Linked DNA regions of Pogona vitticeps: region 2 is linked to region 1. A link is a contact called in public Hi-C data. All regions are on one chromosome and are shown on one strand. Each heading gives the region's core, a stretch centred on a gene start, on an enhancer-like site or on the middle of the called end of the contact. The rest is flanking DNA. Distances are from core to core; before and after follow the strand shown. Region 1 holds the start of IDH3G (isocitrate dehydrogenase (NAD(+)) 3 non-catalytic subunit gamma). Region 2 holds the start of ABCD1 (ATP binding cassette subfamily D member 1).

The links. A called contact is a pair of places that touch in the nucleus more often than the background predicts.
Region 2: a contact with region 1 is called in a Hi-C map of blood, with 5 times the contacts expected there. The contact joins the promoter of ABCD1 here to the promoter of IDH3G in region 1. A contact is called at or near these places in 2 of 2 Hi-C or Micro-C datasets (blood and muscle).

What each region holds. Positions count from the first base shown.
Region 1 is chr2:178,096,073-178,100,235 of PviZW2.1, reverse strand. It overlaps IDH3G (isocitrate dehydrogenase (NAD(+)) 3 non-catalytic subunit gamma), which reads right to left and starts at 2,267. Exons shown (of 14, transcript XM_072991423.2): 1 at 2,110-2,267; 2 at 1,081-1,122; 3 at 475-486. The coding sequence starts at 2,181.
Region 2 is chr2:178,260,647-178,264,809 of PviZW2.1, reverse strand. It overlaps ABCD1 (ATP binding cassette subfamily D member 1), which reads left to right and starts at 2,177. Exons shown (of 10, transcript XM_020792957.3): 1 at 2,177-3,245. The coding sequence starts at 2,307.

The DNA.
Region 1 (4,163 bases), core at 1,018-3,517:
GGGAAATTCATTGGAAGGTCTCACAGGATGTTGCACAATGCATGGAAAAATTTATAGTGATGGATTTTAAAAAGCCATTTGAGGAAATCCCTACTTCTCCCCAGACTCTGGAATGCACTACCTGCAGCCTCTATCAAACCCGCAGCAACTTGTGGCACCAACAGTACCACCAAGACTAACCTACACTCCTTTGGCACAAGAGTCCCTTCCAGTTCTTCCTCAGAAAATATATTTTTTTTCACTGATTTATATCAAAATGCATGTGCTCGGCCTCTTTATTTGGGCCTGCAGCTTTTAAGTCAAACCTATTTCTCACCCTCAGTACAGAAACCATTGACATGAAATACAGAACCAGCCATCCCCCTTCCTATCCAACTTGGAATTTTTGCACCCACATAAAAAATAAATAAAAAAGACAGATGAACCAAGTGGTTCTGCCCCCCCAAGCTGAAACTTCATTGACATACTACTTACAATGATCTGTTGCTGTAGGCGATGTGACAGGAACATATATGAGGGAAGAGAGAAGAAAAAAAGGAAACTTTAGACAGAAACATAGAAAATGCAGCCTTAACCAAAAGGACATCTACTTAAACCACCCATGTGACATTGTATTAGAACCTGATTTTACAGCCTCTTCCATCCAAAGGGTAGAAGAGTAGGTAGCAGTTTGGTCATATAAAACAAAGAACTTGCAAGCAGGGAAGTGGTGGAAAGGTCAGACCTTATTTGAGTAAATGAGACAACTGCTTCATAGAGCATATACAGAGGGCAGCAAAAGGAGCCTCCCAGCTCTTCCAACTAGACTTCCCCGATGCTCCTCCTCTACTGAACGAGGGTGCTGTATGTGCCAAAGAAAAATGTCCTGATTTCCCCCCAACTAGCCTGCTTCCTGAGGAAAATCACCTTCATGATCACATTACCTCTCATGCCAGATAAGTAGGCTGCCTTGCCTTTTGCCTCAGGCAGCAAAATGTTGTTAAGTTTGGGCCAGGGATGATGGCAGTAATACAGCACAGGACACCAGAACTACCCTACATTATTTTTCCAGGGCAAAGGACAAGTGTTAGTTATACAAACCGAAGCCACATTCCTGCGGTTGCCATCTGCTAGAGGTTGCACCTGTGAGGAAAACGAGAAACAAAGCACGTGCTAGATTTTAAAATAATAAGGAATCCGGAAATCATTGTTTTAGAAAAGTGTGTGGAATTCAGCTGAGACTAAGCAAGCCCTGGGCTAGGGAATGTGAGGTCCCTCAGAGGTTGTTCAAATACCATTCCCATCTGTCCTAACCTGCATAGCCAATGGTAGGGATGGGTGGGAGTTGTAGTCCAGCAACATTTGGCATTCCCCCACATTCCCAAGCCATGAACATGGTCTAGTAAATTCCCAATTCCACCACATCCTAAAAGGAAGACCACCATTTTGTATTTCCAATGGACCCTTTATGCATTTCTACAGAAAAACACGTGATTTTCTTTCCACTCTGCATGGAACAGGAGTTTTAATATCACTGGAAAATTAATCAGCTGAATGTGTTATTGGTACAGAAAAAAATTAAGCCACAGGAAAGCTTGCAGATGTCACAGAAGTATAGAAGGAAGAGGCATCCAGGTAGCAACCTGGGCTGGGGTAGGAAACGTGTGGCCCTCCAGATGCTGTTGGGACTGCAAACCCCATCGCCTCTAGCCGGCATAACCAACGCTGGAGGATGATGGGAGCTGCGGCTCCCAAGCCCTCAGCCACTGGAGCCTGAGGGTCAAACGCTCCCCAAGGAACCAGACTGCTCAACGCCGACCCTTGTTAGCTCAAAACTTTCAGTCACGCCTACTCAAGCTGTTGTCCAACCAAAGGCATTTCTAACACCACTAATCCCGCCCACATCCAAAATGGCACACCCTCGACGCACCGCCAAGCCAATGGGAAAACGCTTTTGCTCACTTCGGCCCACCTACAAATGGCTTCTTAGCCAATCAAAAGCACCATAGACGGGGTTGTTTTCCCCCTCTTCCTCTGCCCCCACAAAAGGAAACCCACGCCTCCTCCTTTTTTTCCCCTTCGTCACAGAGGTCAACAACATCGCAACCACAACAGGTCCTCTCTACTCACCGAGCGAGGGGCCAGCAAGACCGGCCTCCAAAGCCGCCTAGTAGTAATACTCCAAACCACGGAGCCTGCCATCCTTGAGGCGCCTTTGCGGGAGGGGAGGGGGGTCTGCGCGTGGAATCCGGGAAAGCTGATCCAAGCACCGCGAGACTGGGCATGAAATCTCGCGAGAGGGGAGCCCGCGCGTGCAGAAGAAGGCACTTCCTACCTAGGTTTCCTATTCCGTAGGAAGGAGAGGATGTTCGGAGGAAGTCTTAGGAAGGTCTTACAGGTTAAAAACAAAATAAAAGTAAAACGTACAAATACAAATAAAAAAGACGAAGACGTCTTAATCTTAAATGACAGTTAATGAGGCATCATTCGACAGCTCTGCTTTTTCTGTTTGTTACAGCCGGCTTCACTCCCTATTGATGATTGTCCCGGTGATGCACTTGATTTCTGCCCCAGAGAGGTTGCCTGAGGCTGTAAAGATCAAAATCCCTTCTGCAAGAAAGTTCAGAGGTTTTGAGCAGTGAGCCTCTGTGTGCATGAGTAGTTTGTTTGACTGAAAGGGACCCTTTCTGGACTGAAGTAATTACAGTATCTGTTTAGCACTAACCAATCATTATTTCCAGACTTTGAATTCAGAAAGAGCCCTGCCTTTCTACTGAACAGGGCCAGATTTAGACCGTGGGGGACCCCATGGCATTTCAGATTCAGTGGGTCCATCATACACAGGAATTACTGTAAAATGCATGCAAATCACCACATTTACACATCAAACACCATTTATTGCACATCATTGGCTATTATACGTACAATTATTAAATTAATTCTATAGGTGAAGTAAATGTTCACTTAACACAAACCAGCTCATTGCTTCCCTTCTCAACCACTTTGCCCTTCTCTTTTCATGTTCACTACTAGCACATTTGGAAGTTTCATTCCCAGCATCTCCCAGAATGAAGGTTCCTGAGAAAGCAAGGGTTGATCCTGGATATCTGGGCTGGGCTGAGGAGGCATCCCCTTGTTTTTCCCACCAGGAGGACCAAGGACCAGAGATGGCCTCCCAAGTAGCCAGCCTCCAGGTACCTTCAGGTCTCTTGTCTCTGTTTGAAAGGTGGAGACTTTCCAGATCTGGATCTATCCCATATCACATTCCATGCATTAGGGAAGATCCATTATTAGAGGGTGTGACTTGTTTTTGAAAAAAAAGCCTGCTGATTTCTGCGGCCCACATTGAACACCCTTAGTCAGGTCTAACCCACCTAGTGGTCTAGTCTTGAAGAAAGGTGCAACTGTCTTTCCAGCCTTTTGACGGGGAATGGGAGGGAACCTCATCTTGTTCTTTCTGACATTCTTTATGTCAGCCTGAGATGTGCACAGAAACACAATAGTCATAAAGCACATGATGGTGTGCTTCCTGCCAATACCTGGGATCAGTGCAAAGAGGCAGATCCCAAATAAAAATGTGACTCCATGAGGATCCATGGCTTGGATCTATGTCTTTCTCCTACTCCAAAGCCATACACTGGACCCATAATTTCTGTGTTGTAGGCTGTGGGCGTAGATTGATAGTGGCTTCAGGATGATCTTACATCAAAATCATTTGGACCCTTGAGGAATTCTGCTACAGATCCATGTTTTTGCCCCACTGCAGTGGCAGGCTCTGAAGGACCCACAATCTTTCATGTTGTAGCCTGTGAGTACAAATAGGACTTAATATTTGGCAGTGGTTTGGGGGCAGATCCCACATAAAAATCATGTAGATTCATGAGGATCCGTGCTTTGGATACATTTTTGTACCACTGGAAATCCATGCAGTGGGGGACCCATGATTTCTGTGTTATAATCTTCATGTGCAGATGGGGCTATGATTGGACATGATTTGGAGAGTATATTACAGGAAAATATAGAATCCATGAGAATCCGTGTCTGATAACCAAATTTTTGCACCAATGTAAAGCCAAGCACAGAAGAACTCATGGTTTGTTTGGTGTAGTCTGTGGGTGCAAATTGGATCTGTGACCTTACAGTGGTTCAGGGCAGATTCCATCTAAAAATCATATAAAATCATG
Region 2 (4,163 bases), core at 928-3,427, 160 kb before region 1:
ATCCAAGAACATCTGGGGACCCAAGGTTGGGTTTCAAAGGGCTCTCGTCTTCTGAGGACCATCTCTCTCTACTTTCCAGAGTGTTTGCCTCCACAGAGTAGGAAATAGGAAATCATTTTGGAGTGCTCTCTGCCTAGGAAACCCTTGACCCTTGTTCTACTACTGGTTTCATAGCAGTCAGACACTTTCCATGCTCTTGAAGATGAGCTGCCTGTCCCCAGCGCTCTTTTTGGCTCGGGATGCAACACCTCCCTTGGTCTCCTTTGTATAAACATGAAAGAGGAAACTGCCACCAGTTCTTAAAATAGCAGATATAGCTTGCTTGCACACATTACCTTCAATGCCTCCGTTCTCCAGTCAGAACAGCTACTTGGATTCAGAAGCTACAGTGGCAGCAGGAGACTACACAGTGCCCAAAGGGTGGCAGAATGACCATCAGTGGCATAAGGGCTGACATCTTGTTGCTTAGCACACTAGAGTAGGCCCATCAAATCAGTGAGGATTTGATAAGTCAACTCCTCTATAAGTTCCATTGATTCAAATGGGCCAACTCTAGTTCTGACCTATGCTGAGTAGGCCCATTTTAACCAACAGAATTTGTGGAGGAATTTATTCACCAAGCAGCTTTGAGTCATTAGGTGCAACTACTCTGGTGCAACTGAGGATGTGAAGGTACATGATTTCATCCAGTGCCAGTCAGGTGTACATGCTCTGAGATTAATGCTTATTAAATCTTGCTGTGATCAGGTCTACTTGAGAAACATGTTATAAATACAGTATAATAAATACCTTTGGTTTTAATAGGAGGGAGCTTGACATAACAGCCTGCCTCACATAAAAGTGTGCTATAAAATAGGGTGTAATGTGATCCTTGCTGTTTTGAGGAACCAGAAATGAACATCTGGCACTTGGGGTGCAAATGATGTGAACTGAACTATCCCTGGGCTTAACTGCAAATATTGGAATAGTAGGAGGGTTTCACAGGCAATTTGATGAAGCTAGTGAGGCCACTTCAGAATAGTGGGGCTGGTATATAGGTTCAGAGGATTATAGCTTATTCCTATGAAAGTGGCCTTTAGCACCTTCAGATCAAGAAAGTACAGCTATGAGTAAAACCAGATAAACCAGTGATAAGAATCAGGCCAGAGTCTAATTTTAATCTCTGTAACACTAGTTCTGTACACACTCATTTATTATAATGACCCTTAATTAGTTTTTTTTACTGCCTATTTCTTGTAGATCTGTTTCACTAAAAATGGACAACCATTTCCTTACCCTGAATTGAATGCCAGGACAGCACATACATATCCAGGGTATAGGCTGCTTGTGGGCCACAGGAGTAGCAAAACTGTCTCAAGCAAACACCCAACAAGTATTTATCTGTATCTCTTTCACCCACCATTGCAGCCTGAAAAATGTATCAGGAAATCCACACAGTCCTCACCTTTGTAGAAAATGGAGGGCCTTACTATGATTCAGAAAAGCAATTCCACCCACTCTTTAATTTACAGTGCACGCACGCTCACCAAATAAATATATATATAAAAGCCAAAACACACAAACAACTCTCTCGGTGTCAATCAAGAGGTAAAATTACGGTCCTCAGGATGCTAGTCATTCTGCTGCTCAGCGTCCAGCTATTAAGAAAGCCATGATTTTGACACCCAGTTCCAGGAATGATTATAATGGGTGTGCCAGTTCCAGCCAAACAAAGCATTATTTCTTTAAAAAGGAATTTAGCCTCCAGCTTTAAAACAAACTCCTGTACATATTTACTAGTTCATAGGAAGTTCCATTCCCGTCCCTAAGACTTAACCTTGGCGTTAGGGTCCCCAGCATAAGGTGATGAAGGAAAAAAAAAACCCGGCGCACTCGAAAGAAGGCTGAACAATATTCCCGTGGTCAACTCTATCTTTTTTTTTTTTTTTTTTTTGTCTTATGTGCTCTTTTAAAGTCTTATCGTGAGCCATCTAGCGGTCACCCCGGGGAACGACCTGGTTCCTCCCCCCCCCCCCGCTACGTCCTCTCTATGATGGCCTGAGGCTTTTCTCTATGATCGAGAAGGGATGGGCATTCCTCAGTCTCCTCCTATCCTGTCAGTTTAAGGGCTGGGCGTTGTGGGATAAGCGCGGACTCGGTGGCGAGTCAGTGCTGCCAGCAGCCAGGCGGAGGTGGAGGTGGTGGTGGTGGTGGTGGTGGTGGTGATACTGGAGCTGGAAGAGGCAAAGGAAGAAGAAAGAGAAGGACAGACAGGGGGAAAGTAGGAAGAGAGGGGCAGTGCCCCCCCTCCCCGCCCTGGGGGCATCATGCCAACTGCCACAGCAAAAGTGGCAACACGGTTGGCCCAGGGGGTCACGGCCAAAAGGGCAGCCGTGGCATTGCTGGTGGCAGCGTATGGCGCCAAGAAGCTGTACCCCATCTTGCGGCGGCAGTGGGCGAGCTCAGACCTCCGGGTCAACTCTAACCCAACGAGACCCCCTCACCCTGGTGAGCCGTCGGCCAAATGGGGGGCCCTAGAAGAGGCGGCCGCATCGCAGCCTGGGGTCAACAAGGTGTTCTTCCTTCGCCTCTTGCGCCTCCTGCGGCTGCTGTTCCCTGGGCTGCTGTGCCAGGAGACCGGACTCCTGGCCTTGCACTCAGCTGCCCTCGCCAGCCGCACCTTCCTCTCCGTCTATGTGGCCCAGCTCGATGGGCGCTTGGCCCGCTGCATCGTCCGCAAGAACCCACGAGACTTTGCATGGCAGCTTTTCAAGTGGCTGCTCATCGCCCTCCCAGCCACCTTTGTCAACAGTGCCATTCGCTACCTGGAGGGGCAGCTGAGCCTGGCCTTCCGTGGGCGGTTAGTGGACCATGCCTATCAGCTGTACTTTGAGGGCCAGACCTATTACCGGGTCAGCAACATGGACGGACGCCTGCGCAACCCAGACCAGTCTCTCACGGAAGATCTGGTGGCCTTTGCAAGCTCTGTGGCCCACCTCTATTCGAACCTGACCAAGCCCGTGCTTGATCTCATTGTGACTTCCTATACCCTTGTCAGTTCAGCCAGATCCAAAGGGGCTGACACAGCCTGGCCCTCAGTAATCGCCGGGCTAGCGGTCGGCATCACTGCCAAGGTGTTGCGTGCCTGTTCGCCAAAGTTTGGACAGCTGGTGGCCGAGGAAGCCCGCCGGAAAGGAGAGCTGCGGTACATGCATTCCCGAGTGGTGGCCAACTCTGAAGAGATTGCCTTCTATGGAGGTCACAAGGTAAACTGAGCGGTGCGGGATACCAAGGTGTTTGAGGACAAAGGTAGGGTTGTCATTGGTGGGTTGCCAGGATGACTTCGGGGCTTCGAAGTACAGAGCTATAGTGTGGATGTGGAACTATCGGGGAAATCAAGAAGGGTGTTTGTGTTTTTTTACTCTCCGCTCTCCCTTTGTCTTGCCAGTTCCTCTCTATTTTTTAAAAATAACTAAATTATTATAATGGGGGCCACTGGTCTTTACTAAGAGTCGCCAGGTTGAATTGAAACTGATTCCAAAGAAGTTACATGAGCCGGTACCTTTGTTTACTCCTTGTTGCTTTGTAGTCCTTTTCCTTGAATCTGCCCTGCGCAAAGGAGCGGCCTTGACCTGTATTTACCCAGCTTGGAATCTCTAATTGTTTAGTAACTAGCTCCCACTCTGGTAGCAGCTTCCTGATTTCTTGTTGAAACCCTCTTTGGTTTCTGTTGCTCATGCCTGACTTCTGCCTGAACCATCAAAACAGCCCCAGGCCCTTCCAAGTTTGGCACTGGGGTAGCACTTAAAGGTTCCTGCATTCCTTTGACAGCTGAGGGTTTTGAAGGGCAGCGGGTGTGTGCTTTTATATGTGTGTATATGTGTACAGTTACATGTATTCATATCTTGGCCATTCAGACCCCCAGCTCTGGAAAGGCAGTGGGATCTAGCAATAGATTCACACTTCAGGATGCCTGAGTTCTTTCTGTGTCTGCTTCAGAGGGTGGCAGAGGAGAAGGAAGGGAGGCTGTTTGTACTGAAAGGGGTGTCTGATGTATGGCCAGTCATTTCTGCTACACATGTCATGGTCCTCTTCCCTTTGTTCCAATCTAGCTGCGTCAATTGCATTTCAAGGCCTGTCTCCCCACTTCTGGCAATTGGCCAGAATTAAGAGTAATGTTAGGT